Linked DNA regions of Mus musculus: region 1 is linked to region 2. A link is a contact called in public promoter capture Hi-C data. All regions are on one chromosome and are shown on one strand. Each heading gives the region's core, a stretch centred on a gene start, on an enhancer-like site or on the middle of the called end of the contact. The rest is flanking DNA. Distances are from core to core; before and after follow the strand shown. Region 1 has its middle 48 kb from the start of Gm36617. Region 2 holds the start of Tatdn1 (TatD DNase domain containing 1).

Region 1 (3,255 bases), core at 459-2,958, 260 kb after region 2:
CATTATTCTTTCCTATTTTGATTCTAAAAGCAGTCCGTTGGTGAGGGAAAAAAAAATTCTGTGAAGTCACATTGCTTCTATGTGAATGAGGCAAATCTCTAGCTCCTGCCTCAGTTTCTAAAGTGTGTCAAAGAGAAATGAGAATAAGCGCATCTTCTGTGCACAAGGATGTTTTTTATGTTCAGATCTGCTCAGCATAGCTTTGCCTACATCCCTGGTGAGGAGTTGGCTGCATATCCATCTACCCAGAGATACTGTTGATGATGCTCATTCATGCGTTAGACATGGTTTGATTTGCCACTGGAAAATAAACGCAGGATCATAGTGGGCACAATGGATGCTTCATGCTGGCCTCTCCTGCCTACCCTACTGAGGTGTTGGCTGCCAACTCTAACTCCCTGCCCACTAAGTTGGTCAGCAGGAGGCATCAGTAGCTGGGGTATGGGAGGAGCGTGAGGTAAGGGCGGTGGTTATTCCTCTAGTACCGTCTCTGTTGGCTTGCCAGGGCTGGCTGTGTCTCTTCTAAGGCTACAGTTCCCAGCAAGCTCTGTTTCCATCACTTGCCCTTCAGCCCCACAAGCAGTTACAGCTTTTGTCCATTGCTCTTGGGCAATGCTCTTCGGGAGTCCTTGCTGCCTTTCCTAACTCTGCCCACACCCATAATTCCCGATTTAAACCTTCCTCAGGTACCTAGCTGAATGTCTCACCCTCCTCTTTTAGACAGGGTCTCATGTATCCCAGGCTGGCTTACATTTTGCTTTGGTGACCAAGGTGACCTTGAACTTCTGGCCCTCCTGAGTGCTAGAATGTAAATATGCACCACCACAGGCAGTTTATGATGCCGGGGCTTCATGCACGCAAGGCAAGCACTCTACCACCTGAGCTACCTCTCCAGGCCCCGTTCCGTCTACCTCTTTCCAAGGCCATAATTTTAGGTAAATTAAATCCATCTGTATGTACAATAAGAAAAGATGTTTGCACAAATGTGACTGTCTCAGAGCCTTAGCATTTTATGTCTTTTTTTTCCCCCTGAAAATTTTAAGCTTTTAAAATAATAAGTGGGCACATCTTAGTAAAAAAACACAACAGTTGCTGTGAAGGTCAGATAAGGGGTGGATATAAATGGTGCTTTGGGTCGCAGTGAGTGGGTCCAGGGTGGGGGTGGGGGTGGTGTCAAGGATGTTCACACTGAGACCTGACTCCTCATTTTCTTCAGTTATGGGGTGGCTGCCCTCTAGAGTGAATGTAAAAGTACCATCCCCCACACTGGATCTGTTCATCTCAGAGCACCTGAGTACACAGTCAAGTTCATACCTGCTCTTTCCCATCTCCCACGTTAGCAATTCCAGTCTCCGTACACCCTGCCTTGTCTCCATCCCTGTGTATCCAGTTCCAGAGAGGACCCAGGAAAAGCCAGGGCTATGAGCTTGCAGAGAAACTGCCCTGTTGGTCTCATGGGTCAGTGTCTGTGCCAAATGAAAGGGAAGGCTTCCAAAGGAATGCCTTTTTCTTTTACTTTTTTTTCTGTTTTGAACTTGGCAATGAATTAATCATTGTTTATCGGGGCAGTGCGATCCTTGCTCCCAGCAATGGTGCTAAGACTTAAATCACAGCCCTTCGGGGGTGGGGAGATGTGGAAAGAGCTAGCATAGCTTAAAGCCCTGTTCCTCTAACACAGGAAAAAATCTCCCTGTTTTCAAGTGGCTGGGAGTGGACTCTGGGCTATTTATAACCTGCTGCTGAGCCGAGGCCTTTGTTTCTGCAGCTGGCCTGGGAGATAATCAGTGCAGTTTTTTTTTTTTCTTCTCTAGCCAGGTCTGCAAAACAGACCCCTTCCTCTGACAGTTCACCCCACCCCTTCCATCCAGAGCCTCTGAGCCTACCCTCCCTTGCTTGGCTTCAGTTTCCAAGAAAGTAAAGGGTGTGCTTACAAGCAGAGAGGCCAGTGTATCTCACTCAGCTCAGAGGGGAACACGAAGGCTTGTGACCTGTTGGCAGATGGATCTGTCTAAAATAGGCCTGGGGAATGTCCACATAATTTGGCACAAAGGGCCCTTAGGAGCTATGGGGAAGGGGCACATACCACAGGCTCCATTGCTTCTCTCAGAAGTTGCTCTGGGTAGAAGAACAGGGTCCCAGAAAGGGCAAATTCTAAAGGCTCCTCACATTGGATGTCTTGGCAGGAGAGGAGCAGAGGCCAAGGTTCTCATGTGAGGCGCCAATTACACGAGTCTCAGCCTTGTCTCTTCCCCACAAGGTGGTGACCACAGGCAGTCTCCTTCACAGCTCAGGACCTGCTCCTTATGTATATAATAGGGGTCTAAACTCATGGTGTCTCCTCACTTTTAAATCTTTACTTATGAGTGTGTGGATATGCACACACCTGTGTGTATGCCAATGGAGCGCAGAAGAGGCTGTTAGAGTACCCTGGACCTGCGGTTAGAAGCAGCTCTGAGTCACTTGACATAGGTGCTAAGAATGGAACTCCAGACTTCTGGAAGAGCAGCAAATGCTCTTAACTACTGAACCATCTTCCCCATAGAAACAGAACTTATCTTACAGATATACACCCAATAATGGTTAGAGTGGAGTTGGGGATGGTTGAGGCAGTAAGCCTACCCATTTAGTATCTTCTTGCTTGACCTAATAGGTGACTGGTGACCAGGAACCTAGGATTTCTGAGAGTTTAATCCTAGAGACTCAATGGCTTGGACATTCTAAGATTTGAAACTCATTCATTCTTCACATAAATATTGAGGGAACCCATACCATGGATCAGACTGGCCTGGGCACTGGACATTAAAAGATGAGTAAGAAAACCAATTCCTTGCCTCCTGGGTCTTTCAATCTAACCAGAGAGAAAAAAAAGAGTTAATGGACAAACCATATGTACATGTGCATCAGTTTTACTGAATTCACTGATGGGGTCTTCCCCTACACCCCACCTTCTGCTATTCGAGTCTATTAGAGGAATCCAGAAGGCAAACATATTTGAAAGTAGGGTCTTTTCAGATGTATTTAGTTAAGATGAGCTAATTGCAAAGAGTAGATTGGGCCCTGAATCCAATGTGACTTGTGTCCTTATAAGTGTAATGACTAGTGTTGACTGTCAACTTGACAGGCACTAGAATTACCTGTGAAATGGGTTTCTGGGCTTATCTATGAAGAATTATCTTCATCAAGTTAAATGAAGCGGTAACTGTGGGTGGCACCATGCCCTATGCTCTTGGACTGTACCAGCCTGGAGAAAGCAAG
Region 2 (3,487 bases), core at 493-2,992:
GGGAGGCAGAGGCAGGTGGATTTCTGTGTTCGAGGCCAGCCTGGTCTACAGAGTGAGTTCAGGACAGCCAGAACTACAGAGCAACCCCGTCTCAAAAACAACAACAAAAACCCTTCATTCCGCTTTTTAATATATATTATTGCTCCACAAAATAAGGTTTCCTCACTTATTCTGTAAGTCTGTGTGAGCCCTTCTCTTTAGTTCTTTGGATAAGCAACCACGAACCTGGAAACGCCCAGCGTAGACTCTTAACAACCAGGAACAGGGACAGACAGTATGAGGTGAGGAGTGAGGGCTCTTGTGCCCTCTCCAGGACATACCACTTCCTAGCACATCACATCAAGAACCCAGAACACCTAACCTTCACTTCAGGCTTTCTCACAGAGTTTTTGAAAAACCTGCTAACATTCTCCCCACGTTTGCTTTGACTGGCCATAGGCCTCACGTCTCTGGTGTGGAAACTAACTCACGACTAGATTTCTCACAACTCCATATTTAAATACAGTGTCTTGGGAAAATATATTGCTTAAGGTGTCTCTCAGATTTTACTGTATAACCTTAACCACTCTCCTGATTCCACTTTTGAGTGCTCGGAGGATGTCTCTATTTGGATGTCCTTTAACTCACGAATGGACCTAATCTATTAGATCCAGATGGCCTAGGTATTTCTTAACCTGCCATCTTTGGGTCTTCACTTCCCACAACAGGCATGAACAGTCAGTGCTAAATGCTATGCACAACCATCCCATTTCTCTTTTTCTATTCTTTTCCCTGTTTGCAAAACCTGAAATACTTACATTCGTCCCCTTATCTGCCACAAAATCTACAAAACGACTATCAGGGTAACCTCCTCCCTGTCACTTCCCACCCTTAAATAGCAGGGAAAGTCCACAACGACGAGGTTCATACTGAGACTACCCACATCGGTATCCCAGAAGGCAAGACTCTTTCCGTACAACTGGCACTCAAAGATTTGCTGAAAAGCCTTCATTGGAACGCCACTCCCAATAGAAGTGAAATTTAAGTAATCGAGACTTTAGGGTTCCAAGTTATCCTTCCAACCCTGACTCTTACAATGTCCCCCATTTTGAATCCTTGCCGCACTCTCCAGCTGTCGGATGGATCGTGGAACTTGCGAGGCGACACAATTTGCCACCCCCTCCCGTCTGAGGACTCCCGTTTATGTCTAGATGGCCTGTGAGCAGGACTTGGCCACATTCCCGGGACTCAATGTCAAGCCTCCCAGAGTTGTCTGTGGTATGAAGGGATGACTGAGTGAACCGGTACCTTGGAGGGACTGTCAGGCCGGCCATGTAGAAGAGTTCACGAAAGACAGAAGAAAAGTGATTGGCTTGGGGGGCGGTGCTTTTTGAGAGATGGGAGGACTCGGGGACTAGCCCATGCTAGGCGATCAGTCTACGGCTGAAGCACACCCCACACCTATTCCTCTCTTTCCAGTTGAATTAAACACACACAAAAAAAGCACAAGTCACAATGATTCATTGCCCGGGAATGCTCATAAATGAACATGCACTAGGGAAACCATCCTCCAGCAAGAACCAGATCAGTCATTGCCAGCACGCGAGGCCTCCGGGCATCTTCCGTGCCCTGGAAAGGCCATGCCGCGAAAAGGGGACCCGGGACTGTCAGCGAGGCTCACGACCAAGACAAACCTGCCCTTACCCACGAACTTGAAGAGACTCATGACGGCGCGGCAGGCTCCTCCCAGGGAAAAGCGGAAGTGGCTCAGAGCACGCTCGTCCTTCCGGTTCCGCCTCACAACCGCCCGCTTCCGGGTTCCCGGCAGCCCCCGCGGCGGCCGCTGAAGGTGAGCCGGACGCTATGGCGTTCTGCGCTCCCCCGGCCTACCTGACCCACCAGCAGAAGGTGCTGCGGCTGTATAAGCGCGCGCTGCGCCACCTCGAGTCATGGTGTATCCACAGGTGGGGAGAGGGGACCCGGGGCTCGGGGACGGAAGCCGAGGGGCCCCGTGGGCCAGGCTGATCAAGGACTTGGGGGACACAGTGAAGGGAGCCCGCCCTTGAACCCGGGTCCCGATGCAGTCCTCTCTGCTTGATCTGGCGGAGATGATTGTGTGGGGCGCAACCAGGACCCAGCGTAGAAAGTTGCATGAAGAAATAAAAAGTACCTAGGACTGTCATTGTCATGGATCTAAAGCTAACGTTTTTATGACTCTGTCGTCCCTAACCTTAACAGTAATTTGTCCATTATCTTTAGTTTGCAGAGTAACTCAGATATTAGTGATTATTTTAGCCTGATTTTACAGATAAGCAGGCTCATTCTATTCCACCTCCTACGTCATTTTATTTCTTTAACCATTGTTACTAGTCTTCTCGTTAAGTCTCATACGGTGGCATATGTTGGGGGAGACAGATATTCTCCATTACATTATGAGTTTGAGGCTAGGCCAAAAAAAAAAAAATACCCTTCTTACAAACAAACAAACAACAATATAGTGTTAAAACGTGTAGACTTTCATGACCTAAAAGAAATGCAAGGGGCAGTGACAACCGAAGATGTGTAAGTCCCATACCGCTACACTCTTACCCTAAAACCTAATCCCACAAGGAGGACTTCCAAGAAAAAGATGGAAAATCAAGTAACCCTGTAAGACCTGCAGAGGGTAACCCTGGAATCCTAGGATACAAGTTTGTGGTTACATCTCTTTGTTATGCAGGCTGGTGCAGTGTACAATGCTGAACAGTTGCTAGCTTCTTTCCTAAGTTTTTCTTATTTATTTAACAGAATTTGCAATTCAGCGTCCATTCTGGATGGCAAATAAATGACAGTTAACCCTTGATTTTGAGCTGCAATCCCATGGATTAACGGGGAACGTGACGGGGAAACTCAGAAGGAACAGTGTTACTGAAGAAGTTAAGACTTCAAGAATCCAGACAGTGTTATAGTACAGTTGGAGATATTAGGGCTCATATTCATGGAGGGAATAATCAAACTAGCTACTATGACAGCACTAACAGATTTGAAAGCTGACATCTTTTCTTAGTCCTTGTCCGCATCAGTTCCCTTAAAACAAAACAAACAAAAAAACCCGTGTTGATATCACCTGTGTGACAACCTTGCCTTCCTCCTTGTTGGGACAGCACTGCTGGCATGCTAGGCCAGCTGGCCTGTAAACTTGTGGGCATCTGTCACATCCTGTCGTCCTGAGGAGGGGTGCTGGGACCACTGATGTGTGCTCCCATGTCTAGCTTTACGTGGGTTTTAGGACTCCAAACTCGGTCCTAATGCTTGCATGGTACTTTACCTACTGAGCCACATCCCCCTAGCCCTCATTTGTCTTCTAGGACATTCACTGGTTCCGCCTAAGGCTCTGTCTTAGGCACTGTGTCTCCTTAGGATGTCCTCAGTGTTGGTGCTTGAATTAGCTGTATTTCTAGTTGTCTATGAGGTCATCTGCTATCTACTAAACTGAGTTTATCCAAATTCTTTAAAACCAAGCTTTTTT

Evidence for each region. Promoter capture Hi-C pulls out the DNA fragments that hold promoters and counts their contacts.
Region 1: a promoter capture Hi-C map of liver shows a contact between it and region 2, with 5 times the contacts expected there. The contact joins the enhancer-like site here to the promoter of Tatdn1 in region 2. A contact is called at or near these places in 12 of 39 promoter capture datasets (the C10 cell line, the HPC-7 cell line, cranial neural crest and 8 more), 4 of 15 datasets of contacts at CTCF or cohesin (embryonic stem cells, large pre-B cells and pro-B cells), 13 of 484 Hi-C or Micro-C datasets (B cells, the N1E-115 cell line, bone marrow-derived macrophages and 4 more), 18 of 115 datasets of contacts at active chromatin or transcription factors (the 230-238 cell line, acute myeloid leukemia, bone marrow-derived macrophages and 6 more) and 2 of 9 other capture datasets (adipose tissue and liver).

Annotation. Positions count from the first base shown.
Region 1 is chr15:59,196,198-59,199,452 of GRCm38.p6, forward strand. No RefSeq gene overlaps it. Among named protein-coding and RNA genes, the nearest start is that of Gm36617, 48 kb to the right of the region's middle. Within about 2 kb of position 1,709, at least 177 of the 459 cell types and tissues checked have an H3K27ac peak or open chromatin away from gene starts, as enhancers often do. A contact at or near this core is called in the N1E-115 cell line, adipose tissue, bone marrow-derived macrophages and 6 more, where this site is marked.
Region 2 is chr15:58,931,996-58,935,482 of GRCm38.p6, forward strand. It overlaps Tatdn1 (TatD DNase domain containing 1), which reads right to left and starts at 1,743. Exons shown (of 12, transcript NM_001368428.1): 1 at 1,684-1,743. The coding sequence starts at 1,705. Ndufb9 (NADH:ubiquinone oxidoreductase subunit B9) reads left to right here and starts at 1,806. Exons shown (of 4, transcript NM_023172.4): 1 at 1,806-1,943. The coding sequence starts at 1,843. It overlaps Gm36559 (a long non-coding RNA gene), which reads right to left and starts at 1,281. Exons shown (of 2, transcript XR_875364.2): 1 at 1-1,281.